Linked DNA regions of Rattus norvegicus: region 2 is linked to region 1. The links are chromatin contacts, called in public Hi-C maps. All regions are on one chromosome and are shown on one strand. The core of a region is the stretch at or near the end of the contact, and the rest is flanking DNA. Distances in the headings are between cores, read along the strand shown. Region 1 holds the start of Dcaf8 (DDB1 and CUL4 associated factor 8). Region 2 holds the start of Igsf8 (immunoglobulin superfamily, member 8).

Region 1 (4,940 bases), core at 776-3,275:
CATGCTGGTAAAACAGCCATATACATAAACTAAGTTAAACTGTGAACGCTGTACCTTTATTCTTAGATCTTACATATATGCATCTGCATTAAAGTTTTCATTTTAGTTCATACTGAGCATTTTCTAGTTTGGGCACCATGTGGAACAAAACTTACCATAGTCACTCTCAAACTTTTCCCAGCACAAATCCTAGAGGAACTAAGGAGTGGCCAAACCTACCTGAGTTTCTCTACCAGTCCCAAAAATGACCTACCCTCTGCTACCAGTAATCTACAAGTCTTACAGAAACCACACTGACAACTGTGTGTTTGGACTCCCTCTTTGGCCCGTGCTGCTGAAATTTGCAAGCCAACTGATAATTTGCAAGCTAGCTACAAAAGGAGCTACTTAAAAAAAAAAAAAAAATCCCACTATGTTTTGAAAATTTGTGCCTCTGAGACTAACTGGACTTAAGGCATCAACTAAATGGAGGCTCACTCACTGCTCCTAACTTCTGGTCAGGAGTAGTTAATTACTCTCCAGATGGCAAGGATGATAACTTTTGGGTTTGGGAGAAGAGATCTGACTTGACAAAAGGCTAAACAGAATTCAGGGAAATCAATCCTCAATTTTTAACAGTCTAAGACATGACCCACACGAAGACAAACTACAATGCAAATAAAGGAAGGAATGAAAAAGAGGCAGAGTGCTCACTCTAGGCTTAAACCATTTGAAGACACACAGCCATAGTACAGGGCAGCAGGTCGAAACACAGCCAATTAAATTTTGTAAGTAATTTAACCAAAATTATAACAAAGCTGTGAACAATATCCAAACTTTTGGAAACGGGGGTAAAACTGTTGAGTTTAGTGGTCTGCACTTACACATCAAGAACAGGTCTTGAATTGAGGAATTAAATGCCTTCAAAGCCACTCACCTTGCTGTTTTTATCGCCGACCGAAGTCTGGCCCACGATCCTGAGAAAACTGGTCTGAAGGTTCGCTGAAGAACTGAGAAAAGTTAAAGTTTACATGGCAAAGGTGTCTCTTCCGAACGTACCCAAAATATTTATGACCACGCTTTACTATTTTTTTTGTCTCCTCAGAACTATTTAAAACCAAAATAACTTACCGAATTCAATTCTGACTACTGAACAAAACCCATGCCAGTAATGGAAACACAAAGGATTAACACAAGATTTAAACGCCAGGCAAATTATCTCCCAGCTCCACCAACACTAAAAAGTCACTTATGAGGAAAACCTGCATCTTTTCAACTCTAAACCAAACCACCCCTCTCGACAAACTACAGAGCAGTGGGGGAGGGGAGAATCCGGGGGAGAATGTGATAGCTCTAGTGCGGGTTTGTTTACAGACTACACCAACAATCATGAGTCAGAAATTCAAGCCACCAGATGCTTTCCAACTAATAAGGACCAAGCGGGACCGTTCTAAGGTGTCCTAAAAGATTTCGGGACAGGGGCAGGTACGCTAAGAGAACTAGATCACAAAGCACTCAAGAACAGGCTGCCAGTTTCTTGGACCTCGGCCTTCCGTACGAGGTGCTGGGCCTGAGAACTTGGGATGGGGGAAGGGGCACATTGCGCGGTGGCCCTGAAGTGACTAGGAGACACAGACAGAGCCGGGTCCCCAAATTATAAAGGAAGAAGAAATGAGAGTTTACGAATAGGTCACCGGACGAACAAGAAGTCCCTGTGAATCATGGGGGTGCCCTAGGGGGCAACCCAGACTGACCCGGGCAAAGGACAGGTAGTCCTCCCAGCACTGACGCGGGTGAAGGGGAATAAGACCTAAAGTCTGGGAGTTTTAGGAAAGGGATCGGGCCTGTCCTGCGGGAGAGCAGTCAGGGAGAGGGGAAACAGGCCGAGCCGGACTAAACACGGACCCGGTAGGTCAAGGGGAGGGCGTCCGGCTGGGGCAGTTACAAGCACGGGAGCTGGCGAGGCCCGGCAGCCCGCTTCCCATCTAGGGTCATCCTTCTGCCAGCGGATGCTCCAACTGTTCCAGGCCCAGCCGCCCCGTCCACTGCCGCCACCAACGCCGCCGCCATCTTACACTGGCCAGCGGCAGCCACCACCACCGTCTCGGGTCTCCGCGCCTGCGCCTGCGCCGTCACGCTTTCCGGCGGGGTTTGCGACGCTGTGCTGGAGGCGACTGAGCGAGAGCGGTCCCGCGAGCTCTGGGCTCCCAACCCTCCTGGTGGCCGCACAGGGGGCGGAGCCTAAGGCCAACCGAAGCAGCGAGGGGCGCGTGCGCGGGGCGGAGGAGTCAAGTTGTTTTCGTAGTTTCAGAGTGATGGCTTTTCTCCTGGTATTCAAAACACATGCGATTTAGGGGCTCCTTAGCGTTGTGATGGAAAACGAACCTCACTCATTCCAAAGGGACTGGCAGGCAAACTACTAGTCCTCTATGCCTGAGGTTCTAAATCTTGCCACAATTTTTTTCTTGTTTAAAAAAGAAACAAGGGGCTGGGTATTTAGCTCAGTGGTAGAGCGCTTACCTAGGAAGCGCAAGGCCCTGGGTTCGGTCCCCAGCTCCGAAAAAAAGAACCACAAAAAAAAAAAAAAAAAAAAAAAAAAGAAACAAAGCAAAACCCCTTTCCCCTTTGAGGCTCAAGACTGCACTTCCTTCAGTGGTTTAAGAGGCCTTCTGTCGAGGGTCACTTCTGCCTGACAGCACCCATTTGTCCATTTGTTTAAAAGAGCCTTAGTAGGTTTGGGGATGTTGGCCAAGTGTTGGAATGCTTCCTAAGGGTCTAAAAAGTTTGGAAAGTTTGACCCCAGACCTGGGGGTGAGAGTGAGACAGCATAGAAACTGGATTTATTTATTCATTTGAAACAGGGTCCTTCTACACAACTTTGGCTGTCCTGGAACGGTATAGATCTCATAAAGATCACCCACTTGCCTCTGCCTCCCAGGTGCTGGGATTAGGATTAAAGGCGCTCAACACCGAAGAGTTTAATTTTTAAAATTAGCATACAAACTAATAGATTACAAAGTAGCACTCAGGAGGCTGAGGCAGGATATACAGTAAGTTCTGGGCTAGAATACGTCCTTCCCCCACCTCCAAAACACACACACACACACACACACACACACACACACACACACACACACACACACACACCCCATACACACAAAACAAAATAGGTTTCCATGTGGCATTTTCATACATATATGTGTCAATACCTGGTTATTCCTGGTCCCCTCCCACTCATTTTCCCCTTCTTGTTGGTTACCTTCCTCCAATAATTACCATTAGCTTTTGTGATTAGGGTTTACTCCATTCTCTTTTCTTAGCTCCCCTTCCACTCTTTATATATCTCTTCCTTGCCTCTCAGTCTTCCTACTTCTTTGTTAAATATGAATAAGTATGTGTAATTAAGATATCTGTACACGTAAATTTAAACCCAGATTCTGCATATGGGAGAGGACATGTCATGCTTATCTTTCTGAGGGTAATTTATGTTGCTTATAATCTGCAAATACTATTTCACTCTTCATAGCTGAATGATTCCATTGTGTATACGTTCCATATTTTTTATTCATCTGCCGATATTCAGGTTTATTCATAATTTAGCTGTTGTGAAAATGCAGCTGAAATACGGATATCCCAAGAAACTTTGCAGGTTGGTGGCTTCAGGTGACTTTTGTACACAGCTTTGTGCTGACACCTAAAGGAAATCTATACAGGATTCTAGGATTCCAGATTACTCCTAGTTAGCAGGCTGGAGCACCTTATTTATTTGTAGCAGAAAAATCTAATAGAATCATTATATCCAGAGTAGACAGCAAAATAAAACAGTTTTTTTTTTTTCACTATCTAGGGTAGACATCAGAATGAAGAGATGTTTTCTGAGAGTAATTTAACCTTGAAGAAATCCTTGTAGAAATCCGGGGTGTTTTCTCTCATCCATGGGGTTATTTTTCTGAAGGAGCTTTACAGCCTTTGAGTGACTTCTGGGTCACAAGTTGGTCCTGGCACACCTGGAATGTCTTGCATTATCGAGCACTGCAAACAGTACACAGTAAGGACTAAGGTTGTAGGGTGTTTTTCTTCAAGAAACAGAGCTATTATAGGGTCTTTAGTATAAAGGAATTTGTCTTACCCCACCCCCAACAACATTTTCATAATAATAAACATGCTTTGGGGTACCTGTTCAATATTCAGTCCACAGAGGCTGGCTTTCCCTGCTGCCTACAAGGCCATATTTCCTCCTGCCATGTCTCTCTTTGGTGTGACTCAGAACACCAACAGTTGTTGAAGATGTCTTTTTAGATAAGGTCTCCTGCATCCCAGGCTGTATCCCATCTTTACCTCCAGAGTCAGACTACAGATCACTTCTGTAACTACTGCCTCCATCTCCTGAGGGCCAGGCATGTGCCACTATGTCTGATTTTATTCATTGTTGGAAATCAAACCGAGGGCTTTATGGATATTAGGCAAACACTCTATTAACTGAGTTCTATCCCCAGATACATTCTATTCCAAGCTGTCTCTTGTTGACTACTTGCTGAAGTAGACATGTGGTAATTAATACTGTTAACTCGACAAGATCTATAATTAGTTAGGAGGCGAGCCTCTAGGCATGCCTGTGAGAGATTACCTAGATTAGGCTAATTGAGGTGGGAAGACCCACCTAATTGTGGGTGATATCATTCTACAAGCTGGGGGGCTTGACTGAATAGAGAAAGCGAACTGAGTACCAGTATTTTTTACTCTGTTTCATGACTGGGAACACAATGTGACCAGCAAGCCTCATACTCCAGCTGCCATGCTTTCCCCATCATGATGAACTTCCCCTCAAACTATAAGCTGACATAAATGGCTCTGCTCACATAATTTGTCCAGCAATTTGGAAAGTAACTAACACAGCTGGTTTGGGGGGAAAGTGTAGAACAGGAGTTCAATCTGTAACTGACTGAACAATCAATTGAGAT
Region 2 (4,940 bases), core at 2,043-4,542, 160 kb before region 1:
TTCTTCCAGCCCACAGGGCTACACAAGCAGCTGTGGCTTCTAGGGCAAGAACCAGGCTCTGCCCAGGCCTGGAGCAAAAGATCCCTTCCCCCGCACCCCAGAGTCTGTCAACCTTCTGGCTAACCCAGATGATGCACTACACACAGCTCTCAAACAAAAGCTTTCATTTACATACGATTTGCCTGTAGTGTGCAGCGCTTACGTAAGCCTCCTTTCTATAAGGAGACCCTAAACACCTGCTGCCCCTTCCCCTCTCTCTCTCCCTCCCTCCCTCTACCCATTCTACCACCACCCTTGTCCCAACAGACAGCTGGATCCAAAACCTTAGAGAGTTTAGCTCCTTTCTCCTCTCCACCGTTCCATAGCTGTGTCTAGGTAAGACCACACAACCCTAGAATGCAAGGAGGGCTGTCAATCATTTCACAGAGGAGGGAAATAAACTCTCCCAGAGAGCACCTCTAGGGAGCACTGTGACTAGGTTCTAAACCCAGATGTGAGTCTAGAGCTCTCTCCTTGCTCTCCTAGCCAACACAGAAGAACTGGCGGGTGGGGAGGATCATCTCTCTTCTAGATGAGAAAAGTAAAGTGAAATGTGACACTCTGACCAAGTCCCTGACCTCTCTGGAGGGCCTCTACACACCCCTGAAGAGGGACAAAACCAAGAAGGAGGCGAGGAGATGCTTCCAAGGAGAGTCCTGTAATTTCCAGGATTCCGGAGGGGAGGGGAGTCCACAGCTTGCCGGGAACCACCCAGGAGCCTGAGAGCCTGCTCTCCAGTTCTTGCTCCTTTTCTTCCTCTGGCTACGTCACTCAGAGAACACATGACCACCGCTTGAGGCACAGCTGGAGTCAGAAAGCCAACATGGGACCAATCCTTTCCCCTCCTGGGTCTCAGTTTCTCTTTTAGAAGTAAGAGCTTTCAGTTCTGACACTGAACCCGTGTGCGTGTGACTCAGGCACCCAATTTCATAATCAGGATGACGATGGTAAAGACAGCCAAGATGACACCGTCCTGGCTGCCCATGGGTAGACTCTGCTGAGAAGGTCCCCTCCCACCTTCCTGGTTCCACACATGCTGATGCTTGTCGATCCCCACGTGAAAGTTGTCTCCACAGCCTCAGGAAGTAGGTGGCCTCAAGGTTCTCTCTTGTCAGGTCACCTCCTTTCTAACAGTCAGAGGTCTGCTCTGAAGTCAGATCTGAGTTCAAATCCCCCCCCCCCACTGGAACTCTCTCTGGAACGTAATACTTCACGTCCCTCGCCTGTGAAGTGAATGCCAGTGCTGAATGCAGTGGCCTAAGATGCCATTCAGCTCCTCTTCCACCCCCGTGCAGCATTCACTCCTCCCAACCTCCCCTGGGCCCATCCCTGCTCCATGAAGCCCACTGGGGGAAAGCAATCGCTAGGCAACCAAGCCCCACAGATCCTTCATCTCCCTACATCACTCGGCCTCCTGTTTTGTTTCCAAAGGAGAGTTTTCAACTTGGTCCCAGAAGGACCAGCAGCAAGGAACCATTCTGTGTGGCACCGTGCAGTTCTGGCATAAACCAGGGAAGGCAGTCGGGGTGCCCCACAGGCTTCTGCCTTGACTATAACACTTTAGATTCCTCCCTATGTGCATATCACACACACACACACACACACACACACACACACACACACACACACACACACACAGCAGCCACGATACAAGGTTGGCCCAGAACACACACCACCATAAACACCCACCAGGACAGACACTGGGTGTTTAGAGATCCCAGGTTCAGTTTCCACGGAACCTGGTATCTCCTGAGGCGGGGATGTTGGGACCAACTGAGTCTGACAACCAGCCAAATATCGGAGAGAAATAGAAGGGCAAAGAGGGAACTGGCCCAGGGTGGAGACCTGTGAGGGAGGAAGCCTCAGATGGTGAGGTGTTATGTTAGGAGGTGGGGGTGTAGGGGAGACTTTCTTCAAAGATCATGGTCAGAATCAGACCCTGGGCCTCTAGCCAACACTGGGCAATTATGAAGACCGCCAGGCACTGCCCACGCAGAGCAAACACCCAAAGCCAGGCCTGGAGCAGAGAGTGGGGCAGAAGGTTGTCACGGTATTTGGGCGCAAGGACCCCAGGCGCTGGGTGTAACAGATGAGAGAAGAGGCGCCTGCCTCGGAGCTCTATGGTATCTCAGGGGATACCTTAGTAAGTCACCAATATGCTCAACTAGGAGCCTAAAGCGAGGGCACCATCACCCTCTCCATAACTGATTGGGCAGGCAGGCGCAAAAGGAAGCGAGATGCCGAGCCCAGAGACAGTGGAGACACGTCTGATGAAGCAGTAGGGGTGCAACCAGCTTCGAAATGCTAGGAAGGTGAGCTGGTTGGCTGCACGGTGTCAGGCACCTACCCGGCCGGACAGGGACGCGGCGACCACCCCGCTTACCAAGTATTAGCAGCAGCAGCAGCAGCGAACTCAGCGGCGTGGGGCTAGGGACGCCCATTCTGCGTAGGTGATTCTGGGGAGATTCCTGGGGGCGGTATGAGCTCTGGGGGGCCAGGACCGCGGGGGGCGCATGCCCGGGTGGGGTGGGGGGGGACAAAAAGCGGAGCAGTGAAGCGTGGGTGCGCAAAGCCCAGCCGAGCGGGAGCCGCCAACTCCCCGCCCTCCTTCCTTCTTCCCCTCCTCCCGCCGCTCTTCCCGCCCTCCGCAGCTCCGGAGACCAGTCCCGGCCGCGCCCCGCTGCCCGGCCCTGCCCCCGCCTCGCCCCGCCCCGGGCTGTCGCCTAGGCTAGACTTCGACCCTGATGGTGACTCCGCCTCTGGCCGCAGGCTGGGCGAACTGGCACCTGGGCTCCTCTACCCCCACCCACCCTAGCTCAGAGGGCACCCCGCCCTGCACCTGCCAGCCTCTCCGGGAGAATGGGATGCTTGCAGGGCCTCTGGGGATGGATGATGGAGTGACTGTGGTTACGCACTCAGAATTCAGTTGGATGATGTGGGCAACTGAGCCCTGGCAGCAAACCTAGCTGATTTATGTGGTCATGGCCTGACCCCAGATTTCCTGGACGTGAAGCGGACCCAAAGGGGCTTCAGGGTCCTGGAAGATCACTGGAAATCTGTTCTAATACCCGGTCAGAATGCAAAGCGAAAGGGAAGTGGGCTAGCCGTCCAGACTTCCTAGCGGGAAGATTCTTGTTCAGCTTAACCCCTTCAACCTCACTTTTCCCCCCCATCACTTACGGAACAGAGACTGTAAACACTCAAGTAGTTACGGCGACTATTAACTGAGATCCTGCACAGACGTTTGTTGCACACGGTAACTATGGGGGTGTTTTGTTTTTGCATTAAACTGCTTTCTACCAATTGGATTCTCCAATGAGAAGAGATGAACACACCTCTGCTGGGAGGGAGGAGCTAGCCTGGAGGTAGGAAAAAGGAAGAGAAGCCTCTACCCAATGCTGTGTCTCCAACTGTGAAAAAGGCGGAGATTAGGGTGGGGCCAGAATGGGGAGAAGGGACGGCTCAACGGGCAAAACCAAGGCTGGGGAAGTGGCCTAGAACATGCCTAGGTCTTTCACCTCCATACCCTACTTGTCCCCCTCATCCCTGTTCCTCACTTACAACTCCCTATTGAGAAAATTGAGACACAGACAAAAAATGTGATTCAGGCCAGCACTGACTTACTATTTTTAGGGAAGTATTCGTGGGCCTGCCAGTGGAAGCCACATTCAGCAACCACAGACAATCTATGAGGAAGTCAGAACTTCAACCCTGGTGACCCAAGACTGCACAGCAAGAGGCTAAGGGACCTGCTGCCTGTCATCTGGATATATCCCAGCCTGGTTTCTTCACACTTATTTCTCTAGAAGCCATGTTGAGTTATGTGAGAAGTACAAGCTACAGGGAGACTTCGGGAGAAAGCCTTCTCTGTTTAGCTGGAAGTTGAGTGGATTGAATGCCTTTCTAATACTGGTTTGAAAGTCAATCTATATCATCATCATCATCATCATCATCATCATCATCATAGCAGCCATTTATGGGATAATTACACAATAACACCACCTGTAGATATCCTTTCTAAACTTTACAGTTTATTTTACAAGACAAAGTCATTTAACACAAGAGAGACCTGAACTTTTAAAACAGTTACGTGTCTTGCCCAAGGCCACACAGACTTTAAGGTTACTTTAAAGCCCAGGACTGGTGTGCACACCTTTAACCCTAGCGCTCAGGAGGCAGGGGCAGGAAAGGGGCGGGGCAGGGACAGGGACAGAGGCAGATGGATCTCTATGACTTCCAGGCCAGCCAAGGCTATGTAGTGAGATCCTGTCTCAAAACAAACAAAAAGGCAAAACAAAGCAAATCCACAAAACCTCAGGCCTGACGGTTCTCATATTTTCTTGTACCCCATTGTTCACTCTGTTCAGGGCGAAAACGCATTCCTGTAGTGGATACTGAGTGGGTCAGGCCTTGTGCTGGATTTTAGTAGTGCCCTAGTCAGCAAGGCTTTCAAGGTCCCTACTCTCAGTGATATCCTGCGTTTGCTGAATGAACAAGTAACAGTCAGTACTCGGTATAAGCATTATGGGATGGAGTGGGAGGAGCACTCTTCCAGGAGCTTACCTTGTAGCTTGGGATAAAAGGACTCCCAGGCCAGTACACAGGGGCTGGGCTAGAATACTTACACACCCCTCCCAAAACTGTGCAGTCCCGCAGTGGCCAGCAGAGGGAGCGCAAAGTCCAGGACTGAGTCACTCCTAAGAAGCTTATGTAATTGGGAAGGTTGGGGGAGGGGAGTAAACGCCAGGCACGAGGCACACCGCACGCAGGCACATGGCCCCACTGAAACCAAGGGGCTTCACCCAGAAGGGTGTTGCGCACACACCCAGCAGGGCATTGCTCGAGCACACGCACTTGTAGCAAAGCAGAAGCCAGATCAATGTCAAAGACTGGAGGGCATC

What was found. A called contact is a pair of places that touch in the nucleus more often than the background predicts.
Region 2: a contact with region 1 is called in a Hi-C map of the A7r5 cell line, with 5 times the contacts expected there. The contact joins the promoter of Igsf8 here to the promoter of Dcaf8 in region 1. A contact is called at or near these places in 10 of 12 Hi-C or Micro-C datasets (the A7r5 cell line, Schwann cells, frontal cortex and 5 more) and 1 of 1 datasets of contacts at active chromatin or transcription factors (oligodendrocytes).

Annotation. Positions count from the first base shown.
Region 1 is chr13:87,139,756-87,144,695 of GRCr8, reverse strand. Dcaf8 (DDB1 and CUL4 associated factor 8) reads right to left here and starts at 2,025. Exons shown (of 14, transcript NM_001014231.1): 1 at 1,885-2,025; 2 at 917-989. It also overlaps a transcript of Pex19 not described here.
Region 2 is chr13:87,301,119-87,306,058 of GRCr8, reverse strand. It overlaps Igsf8 (immunoglobulin superfamily, member 8), which reads right to left and starts at 3,292. Exons shown (of 8, transcript NM_001014787.2): 1 at 3,220-3,292; 2 at 2,423-2,525. The coding sequence starts at 2,480.